3 separate regions of the Gossypium hirsutum genome follow, and all the other regions are linked to region 1. Evidence: chromatin contacts called from public Hi-C data. All regions are on one chromosome and are shown on one strand. The core of a region is the stretch at or near the end of the contact, and the rest is flanking DNA. Distances in the headings are between cores, read along the strand shown.

Region 1 (2,793 bases), core at 150-2,649:
GGGTTTGTTAGGCAAAGGTCTTGGGAGAAATGTTCCTCTAGTAGTCTAAGTTCAAGTAATTGTTTTTGATTCGTTAGTAAGTGTTAGTTTTCTATGGGGGTTTGCATTGAAGCTTTTGACATGTTGGGTTGATTGTTGTTCTTATGTGAATTGTTTTGTTTAAGTTGTTGATTGATCCTCTGATTTTTGTTTTTAGGCTTTGGAATCACTCTTGTAATAAAAATAATTTTTTAAGATATTCAAATTTTGATAATATTTTGTGTATTATTAATTTTAGACATGTGTTATATACTAAATTACACATAATTATTGATACTTACGCTATATTATCATACTATAATCCATTGTAATTGTATTATTGATAATTAATAAAATGTAATCATTATACCAATTGTTGAATATATGTATTAATAAAGATAGTATTTTTCTATCTATATTATAAATATTTAAAATTTATTTGAAACTTTATATTCATGATAAATGCAACTATATTGATAAATTTAATGGCCAAATTGCTAAAATATTAATTGTCTGGAGAATTATATATATTAATGCTACTTTTGGTTACTAGTGTAATAACACGAAAAAAAGCTTATTTAACACATATGTTCTAAAGTAGTTAGACATAAAAGAAAGAATAATTATTACGAATTTAAACATGCAATTAGAAAGATGAGTAAAAACTCATTGTAGAAAATAAAACCTCTTTAAAATAAGTGAAAAGTTTTCTTTTTTGTTTGGCACAAACAAGTCATATGAGTGGCTAAAAATTATCAATTGTGATTAAATTTTTAGCTAACCAATAACTAAAATATGTGGATGCAATAATACTTCAACCAAACATAACATAATAGTTTTAGTAATAGTTATATATATATATTATGTAAATAGTATATCATCTATTATAGTTAGCTTTTAAAATTGATTTAACCGATCAGATTGAATCAATTCAAGCAAATCAATTAATAACTTTGATTTTGATTTTAGACCAATTAATAGTTGCTTTTTGATACAATGACCAATTAATAGTTAAATATATGTATTAATAGTTTTAATATATATTATTACATTAAGTAATACTATATCACATAGCATAATAGTAATACAAAATCTTTTAATTATTATATATTATATATTATTAATTATTTTTTTATTAATAAAATTTTAATATAAATATGTAATGCTTAGGATTATATTTTTATAAAATAAATAATTTTTATATAATTATATTAATTATTAATATTTATTATCGTCTTACAATTATAAATTCTAGCTTTTTCAAGTTTTGGTTCAAATTTATTTTAGGTTTGAGCGTTCAAATTTTTTTGAGTTTAAATGTATAATGGGCTTAAACTTTTTCGAGCTCAAATTATTAGGAGTTCATTGTTGAGTTGAGAACGTTGACGTTTTAGTGTTGCAACAGTAAATAATTTGTAGAGGTTGAAAGGAGGACTAAAAAGAAAGTTAATCCTGGAGTAAATATATCTCTTTCGTGTCCTAGTCGTGGTCTCCCACGGCAAGCGATCCAAGTACTTGTTAGCTTTTCCTCCAAGTTCCAACTCAACTCTGCCACTCCAAGAACTTGTTCTCTCCAACACTGACTCTTTTCTTCTCCATTATAAAAAGTAACTAAATCTTCCTAAAACTTTCAATTCTAATCAAGATTTCCAGCATTCATAAACGCCGCCGTCTCCACCCCAAGATGTTGCTCAGAATCCGCAGCCGAGACGGCCTGGAACGTGTCCAGGTCGGCGGTCCTCATGTTTCAATCTCCCAATTGAAAGCCTTAATCGAATCCCAATTCCAAATCCCCATTCATAACCAAACCCTTTCCACCGATCGCAATCTTCTCTTGGCTAAAACCCCCGCCGATCTTCTCCGTTTCACCGACATGTCCGACCCCTCCCGTCCCCTCTCCTCCTTGAACCTCTCCCACGGCTCCGTCGTTTTCCTCTACTACCAGGGTGAACGCACCGTCCGCGGCGGACCCCCCGTCTGTCCCGCCGGATCCTTCGGGCGTAAGATGACGATGGACGACCTCATCGCTAAGCAGACACGGATCACCCGCCAGGAATCGCCTCACTGCGATTCGGTTTCCTTCGACCGCGATTCCGCCAATGCTTTCCAGCGGTACGTCAACGAAACGCTGGTGTTCGCCGTGAAACGCGGCGGCTTTATGTACGGCACCGTCTCCGAAGAAGGTAGGGTGGAAGTCGATTTCATTTACGAGCCGCCTCAGCAAGGGATGGAAGATGATTTGATTCTCTTGAGGGATCCCGAAGAAGAGAAATTGGTTGATGCCATTGCTGCTGGTTTAGGTAGGAAGAGGGTAGGGTTTATTTTTACCCAGACGATAATGCAGGACAAAAAGGACTATAACTTTTCCAACAAGGAGGTTCTACAGGCGGCTGAGCTTCACGCTGAGAGTAGGCTGAAGGAGTGGGTGACTGTTGTGGTGAAGCTGGAAGCCACTGAAGATGGGGATGCCGATGTACATTTTGAAGCTTTCCAAATGAGTGATATGTGTGTTAAGTTATTTAAGGAAGGATGGTTCGTGACCGAGTTCGGGGAAGACGATGATCCAAAGCTTTCCAAGATGAAGAAAGAAGTCGTCGTAGGTGGGAAGGATGTTAAGGAGGTTGATAATGATTTCTTCTTGGTGGTGGTTAAGATTATCGACCATCAGGTGATAATTCTTTATTCATTAACTGATATTAACCAATTCATGTTGTTGAATTAGTTGCTTTTTATGGTTAATACTTGTGTTTATGATTAACCTATTGATCTCCAAGG
Region 2 (2,821 bases), core at 10-2,509, 620 kb after region 1:
CCTCGTTGTTACAATAACAACTGTACCAACAAAGCTAAAGTTATATTTTTAGATTTTATATATTCTGTTCACTTTCTATAACTTTTAAAATATATATTAGTTTTCTAAATATATTTTTATGGATTTTTATATATTTTTTATTTTTACAATTTTGTTAAAAATAATATTTTTGATAATTTTTTAATTGTTATATATTTTGGGATTTTTATATTTTCCTTATATATATATATAAAATACAATACCTACTTCTATGTATAATCCTTCCAACCCTTAAATTGCAAGAAAAACGTGTTTAAATACACTAAAAATCGTGTCCTTTTCATTGTTGCAATAGCAAATGTCCCAACAAAGCTAAAGTTATATTTTTGGATTTTATATATTTCTTTCCTTTTTTATATTTTAAAAATTCATATTAGATTTATAATATATTTTCATGGATTTTTGTGGATTTTTATATTTTATATTTTTTTGTTAAAAAGTACATATATATATTTGAATTTTTTTAAAATTGTTATATATTTTTAGGTTATTTTATATTTTATGGATTTTTGTATATTTCTTTTACATAAATTATTATATTTTTTAATGTAATTCTTACTTCTATTCGTAAACTTTCTCAACCCTTAATTTGGTGGGAAAATGCACTTAACTGCGCACAAACTCATGTATTCTTTGTTGTTGCAATTATAACAATACCAATAAAGTTAAAGCTATATTTTTGAATTTTTTTATTTTTATATTCTATAATTTTTACGTGTGTTTTTAGATTACATATCTTATTTTTTTTATTTTTAAAGTTATATATTTTGTAAAAAACAAAATGTTTTCATTGGCTAAATTAATTTTCTAACACTTTTTTTTTAAAGGTTTGTTAAATAACTGGACTAAAATTTTATGGGAATGATACTTTAGTGACAATATGGCAAAAAAAATATAGAGGACTAAATCATTAATTAAGCTTAAAAAATTATTTAAGAAAAATTAAATGTGGCGGCTGGTAGTTTTGATAGCGAAATTCTAGGGATTACTTTTATGTGTACCTGCTTTAGTAATTTGGAAAGCAGAATATTATCTTTCTAATCAATATTATTTTACTAGTTCATTAATTTATTCCTTGATTCCAAGTTTATTTTATTGTTCGTTGTGAAATAATTGAGGTGGATGGATGGAGGATTTTTTTTTTTTTTAACTAGGGTAGGATGCCTATTTTGGCTTTTTTCACATCTTTAATGCATTGACCCACTTGAGCTAGAGGGGATATAGAGAAGAAAAGGCATATATGAGAAACTATGATCACGGCTACATACAAGGGTCATCATCCCACCTCTATATCTGATCTGCTATTACAAACTTCGTTAACAAAAGTCTATCTTTGTTTTAATCCTTCGTGGATTGAATCTTGATGGAATTGTAATTGCAGAATCAGCATAAACTTTTTTACCAGTATCTTAGAAGCAAGTGGGCGAGAAGCATAAAAGAAAGGAAGATCAAAAGAACAAAAAAAAAAAAAACTTTGGGTTACATGGTTAGGGAGCTCTGTGAAGATAAACCAAGGAATATTGTCTCATCAACTGGGTTTTGTTACTCAGATGTTTCATCTGGTAGCTCCCATCCGGTGAGTCAGATCCAAGGCTTTGAATCCAACCCAGACCCAGATATCTTCAAGTACTTGGCAACAGGCATGGAGATGATAGGGGTTTCAAAGAATCTACCGCAACAAGGTGACAGCTACACGGTGGTGTGGAAACGGTCCTTGAACAAACATGGAAGCAACCCTGATCCTTCATCCAATACAATCAATGAGTCAACAAGCGATTTCTATCAACATGAATTCCACAAACCTGAGTTCACAGCTGGGATATCTGAAACTGAGACTAGTACTGGGAATCTAATAGTGGGAGCGGAGACAGGTCCTTGGCAAGAGAACAGGTTGCTTGTTGATGATTCTTCTTATAGATGTGTTTTTCCTTGTGAAGAAAACGAGAGGCCAAGTCAGGGTCTTTCACTCTCTTTCATCAAATAATCCTTCGACTATCGGCCTACAGTCTTTCGAACTCAGACAAACCACCAGTCACAGCACTCATGATCAGCAACATGATATGAGGTTTGGTTCAAATGCTGGAGATGGTTTCTTCGAAAAGGCTCCAAATATCCAACAGCAACAACAACAAACCATCCAAAGCGAATTTCTGGAAGAAGCTGCGAATTTACATCATCAGGGGCAGCTCCAAGTGGCGAGTTCAAAGTACTTGGTCCCAACTCAGGAACTTTTGAATGAGTTTTGCAGCCTCGGAACAACGCAAGTTGATGCATCAGAGGAAAAACAGATCCATAAGACCAAACAGTGTGATAATGACAATGGAGCCAGTTCTTCAAGGAAGCAACCCCTTTATTCCCTTAACTTCATGGAGTTGCAGAAAAGAAAAACCAAGCTGCTTTCAATGCTGGAAGAGGTATGACATGTGCATTTCACTTTCAACTTTTGATCCTCAAAGATCGTTACTTTTTCTCCACAACTTTCTTTTTTAAATAAAGAAGTCATGAAATTTTATTTTACTGGGTGTTGATTGAAATGGGGATCTCCCTATTTTGTTTCTTGAACTAATTTATTGACTTGGGTCCTTCCCATAAATGCCGACGCCGTGACAATTCTTGCTTTTCATTTACTTTCAGGAACCTCAAATCCTTTTTCTTTTACCATGCCTTTGTTTTGTATGTATCCCCATGCTTATGTTTCACTCCTGTATCCCTTCCTCTCTTCTCATGTATCTTTAGGTGGATAGAAGATACAGACACTATCGTCATCAAATGAAAGCAGTGG
Region 3 (2,755 bases), core at 199-2,698, 700 kb after region 1:
TAAGTATTGAACTTATATCAGAAAAAGCTGGACAACCCATAACAATGCACTTTACCAAGTCAAAAAAAAAAAGTGATAAAACTGAGTCACCGACCTGGTGGAAACCGAGTTCCTTGGTGAGTGGGACACCGAGTTCAGCCATACAAGCCTGCATTCGATCATCCGAGCCGTACAAGCTGGGGTACCTCTGGATACACCGGTCTTGCATCTTTGCCAAGGCTTTGGCCAATGGGTAGCTAATGGCAAAGCCTCCGCCGCCGTAAGCCATGCCGTAGGAGAAAAAAATGTTCTGAATATGAGATTCCGACAAGCTTCCGATGTAATAATACTGAGTATGATCATATTTCCTCAAAATCCTGACCAGATTAGCGGTGATGAAAACGGTGTCATCGTCGCCCATCACGAACCACCGGACGTTATCCATCTTCATCCTCAAAGTCTCCGTCACGATCCTCGAGATCCGAATCGCGGAACGGTGACCCTTCCGATTGGTGTAAGGGAACTTGGAAGTGTCGCTGGAGACTCGAAACGGTGGAAGGGTTCGGTTGTCTTGGGCAGAGTATTTGACGCGATCGTCCAGCCAAACCACACCACGCATTTGGTTTGGCTTGTACCAAATCTTGATGTACTCTTTTCTCTGCTGCCATAGCTTGGAAGAAGCCGCGATTCCAAAGACCACGTCGTGAATTTCCGTCGGCTTTGGCTTCGGTGGAGCTTGTTCCATTTGCATTACTACCTTTTGTTTTTCTCGGACATCACGACCGCCGTGATGGGGTGGAGCTGTCACAGCCGTCTGATTGAGAATCAAGGGTGCAGATGTGAAGCTTGTAGAGCGACGAAGATAGGAAGTAAATGGGGTATGGTTGAAGGTTTGTTGAGCAGAGGTTGTTAAGAGCTTGAGAGTGTAGAGAAGGTAAGTAAGCGAGACGAAGAGGATGGAGCAGACCATGAGCTTAGGAATAGGTCGGTTCGGGTGTCCAGAAACAAGTGGGTGGTTGCCTGAAGAACTTCTCGACTGAACCTGATCCCAAACCATCTGTGAAACTTTGTTGGAGTCTGTCATTCCGTTCAAGAAAGCTAAAATTAGTTTTCTTCTGCATGCACTTTTAGATTCTGCTGAGGAAGAACATGTTGGATTTGTAGGAGAAAGGGTGAAAGATCAGAAAATACCCAGAAAGAAAGGATTTTAAAAGAAAAATGAGACATGAAGAAGATTTATGAAGAGCAAAAAGGAGGAGTGTGTAGCTGTGGAGAAGTAAATGTGATGGATTACATTATTGCCAGGTTGCAAACTACCCCCGAATTGGAACTACACCAAGCAATTCAATATATATTTATCTTTATTTCTTTTTCTTTTAGGTGTGTGATTCAGTAAGATTTGTAGAAACATAAGTTTCTTTTTTTATTTTTTGGTTGAATAGAACCTAAACATTTCGCAGCTGACCTTCATAATTTTGTCATTTTGGATTATACTGACAACTTTATAATTTTATTTAATCATATAATATTTAAACTTATGGAGGCAAATCATCTGCCCAATTCAGTGTTCCTATATAGAATCATGCCACTTTGACTGAATCCATAACTACACTTTGTCAGGGGTAAAATTAATTAAATTAAATCAATGCGTCATACTTTTTAATCTAATATGGTTGCAGCTGTCCACGGTCGGATTGGGTTCCCTCCGAAAAATATAGGGGTTTAAATAAAATTATAAGATCGAAAAATAGATTTGGGCAAAAAGTAAAGTTTATTTAAAACATGGGTTAATCCTTAAGTAAGGTATTTTTGACTCAGTTTTGAATTGGTGTTTTGCTGTTGTTTTCTCACTTTTTACCATAATTTTACTATTTTTTTACTATTATGTTGGTATTATTTTATTGTTAATGTTTAGATATTGTATAACACTTGTTTTATTGTTTATTTTCCTACTATTTTAAAGGAATTTGTTTGTTAAGTTACACTTATTTTAGTGTTATTTAAGTATAAAGATTTTTTAATTTATTTTCAATTTGTTGGGATATTTTAATATTTTTCGTATATTTAGTGTATTATATTTTTTATATAAAAAATAAAAAATAAAAAAAATTAATATGGACAGGTCGGGCTGGGCCTGAGTTTTAGCATTTTTATTCAGGCTAAACTTGGGCAAAAATTTAGGCCCATTTTTCAGGCCAAACCCGTGCCTATCAATCAAGCCTAAAATTTGGTTAGGGCCCATCCCGAACTCAATCCAACTCGACCCATAAACAACTCTAGTTTCAACCCACGCTCCCTGTAAGGTTGATTATTTGATTGTGTCAAATTTAAATTAAAGGAAAAATAATAAAGTTAAACTATGCTTTAAATCGTTACACACTTTGTACATTTGGATTTTAGTCTCCTACTATTATTTTTAAGAATTTAATCTATCTAATTTTCGGATTTAAAAATCTCGGTCTAGTTGTGACATTTTGAAATTAAAGAAAATATGCACTTGGTAATCATGTAAAAATAAAAATAACGTTGAAAATACAATTTAGGATTTTTATTCTTAAAAACGTCCATTCTAATTTGTGATGATAAAATATATATTTTTCTATTGGAATAGTGTTATTAAGAAAAATTGACATTAACATTTTGATTGAAATAGTTAAGAATATTAACAATTTAGGCTAACTAAAAACAATATAAAAATAGAGAGATAAATTTATGTCACAAATTAAAGTATATAGATTAAATCTCAAGTTTTAACATAGTTTAGGTGCTAAATTTG

Evidence for each region. Hi-C and Micro-C count contacts between places; a contact is called where the count stands out from the background.
Region 2: a contact with region 1 is called in a Hi-C map of leaf, with 1.9 times the contacts expected there. The contact joins the enhancer-like site here to the promoter of LOC107947875 in region 1. A contact is called at or near these places in 4 of 34 Hi-C or Micro-C datasets (callus, hypocotyl and leaf).
Region 3: a Hi-C map of leaf shows a contact between it and region 1, with 2.3 times the contacts expected there. The contact joins the promoter of LOC107947819 here to the promoter of LOC107947875 in region 1. A contact is called at or near these places in 4 of 34 Hi-C or Micro-C datasets (leaf and petal).

The regions. Positions count from the first base shown.
Region 1 is chrA08:92,854,356-92,857,148 of Gossypium_hirsutum_v2.1, reverse strand. It overlaps LOC107947875 (NPL4-like protein 1), which reads left to right and starts at 1,399. Exons shown (of 2, transcript XM_016882384.2): 1 at 1,399-2,686. The coding sequence starts at 1,703.
Region 2 is chrA08:92,230,174-92,232,994 of Gossypium_hirsutum_v2.1, reverse strand. It overlaps the pseudogene LOC107947826. Among protein-coding and RNA genes, the nearest start is that of LOC107947819, 74 kb to the right of the region's middle. Within about 2 kb of position 1,259, at least 7 of the 9 cell types and tissues checked have an H3K27ac peak or open chromatin away from gene starts, as enhancers often do. A contact at or near this core is called in leaf, where this site is marked.
Region 3 is chrA08:92,156,709-92,159,463 of Gossypium_hirsutum_v2.1, reverse strand. LOC107947819 reads right to left here and starts at 1,448. Exons shown (of 3, transcript XM_016882338.2): 1 at 95-1,448. The coding sequence starts at 1,063.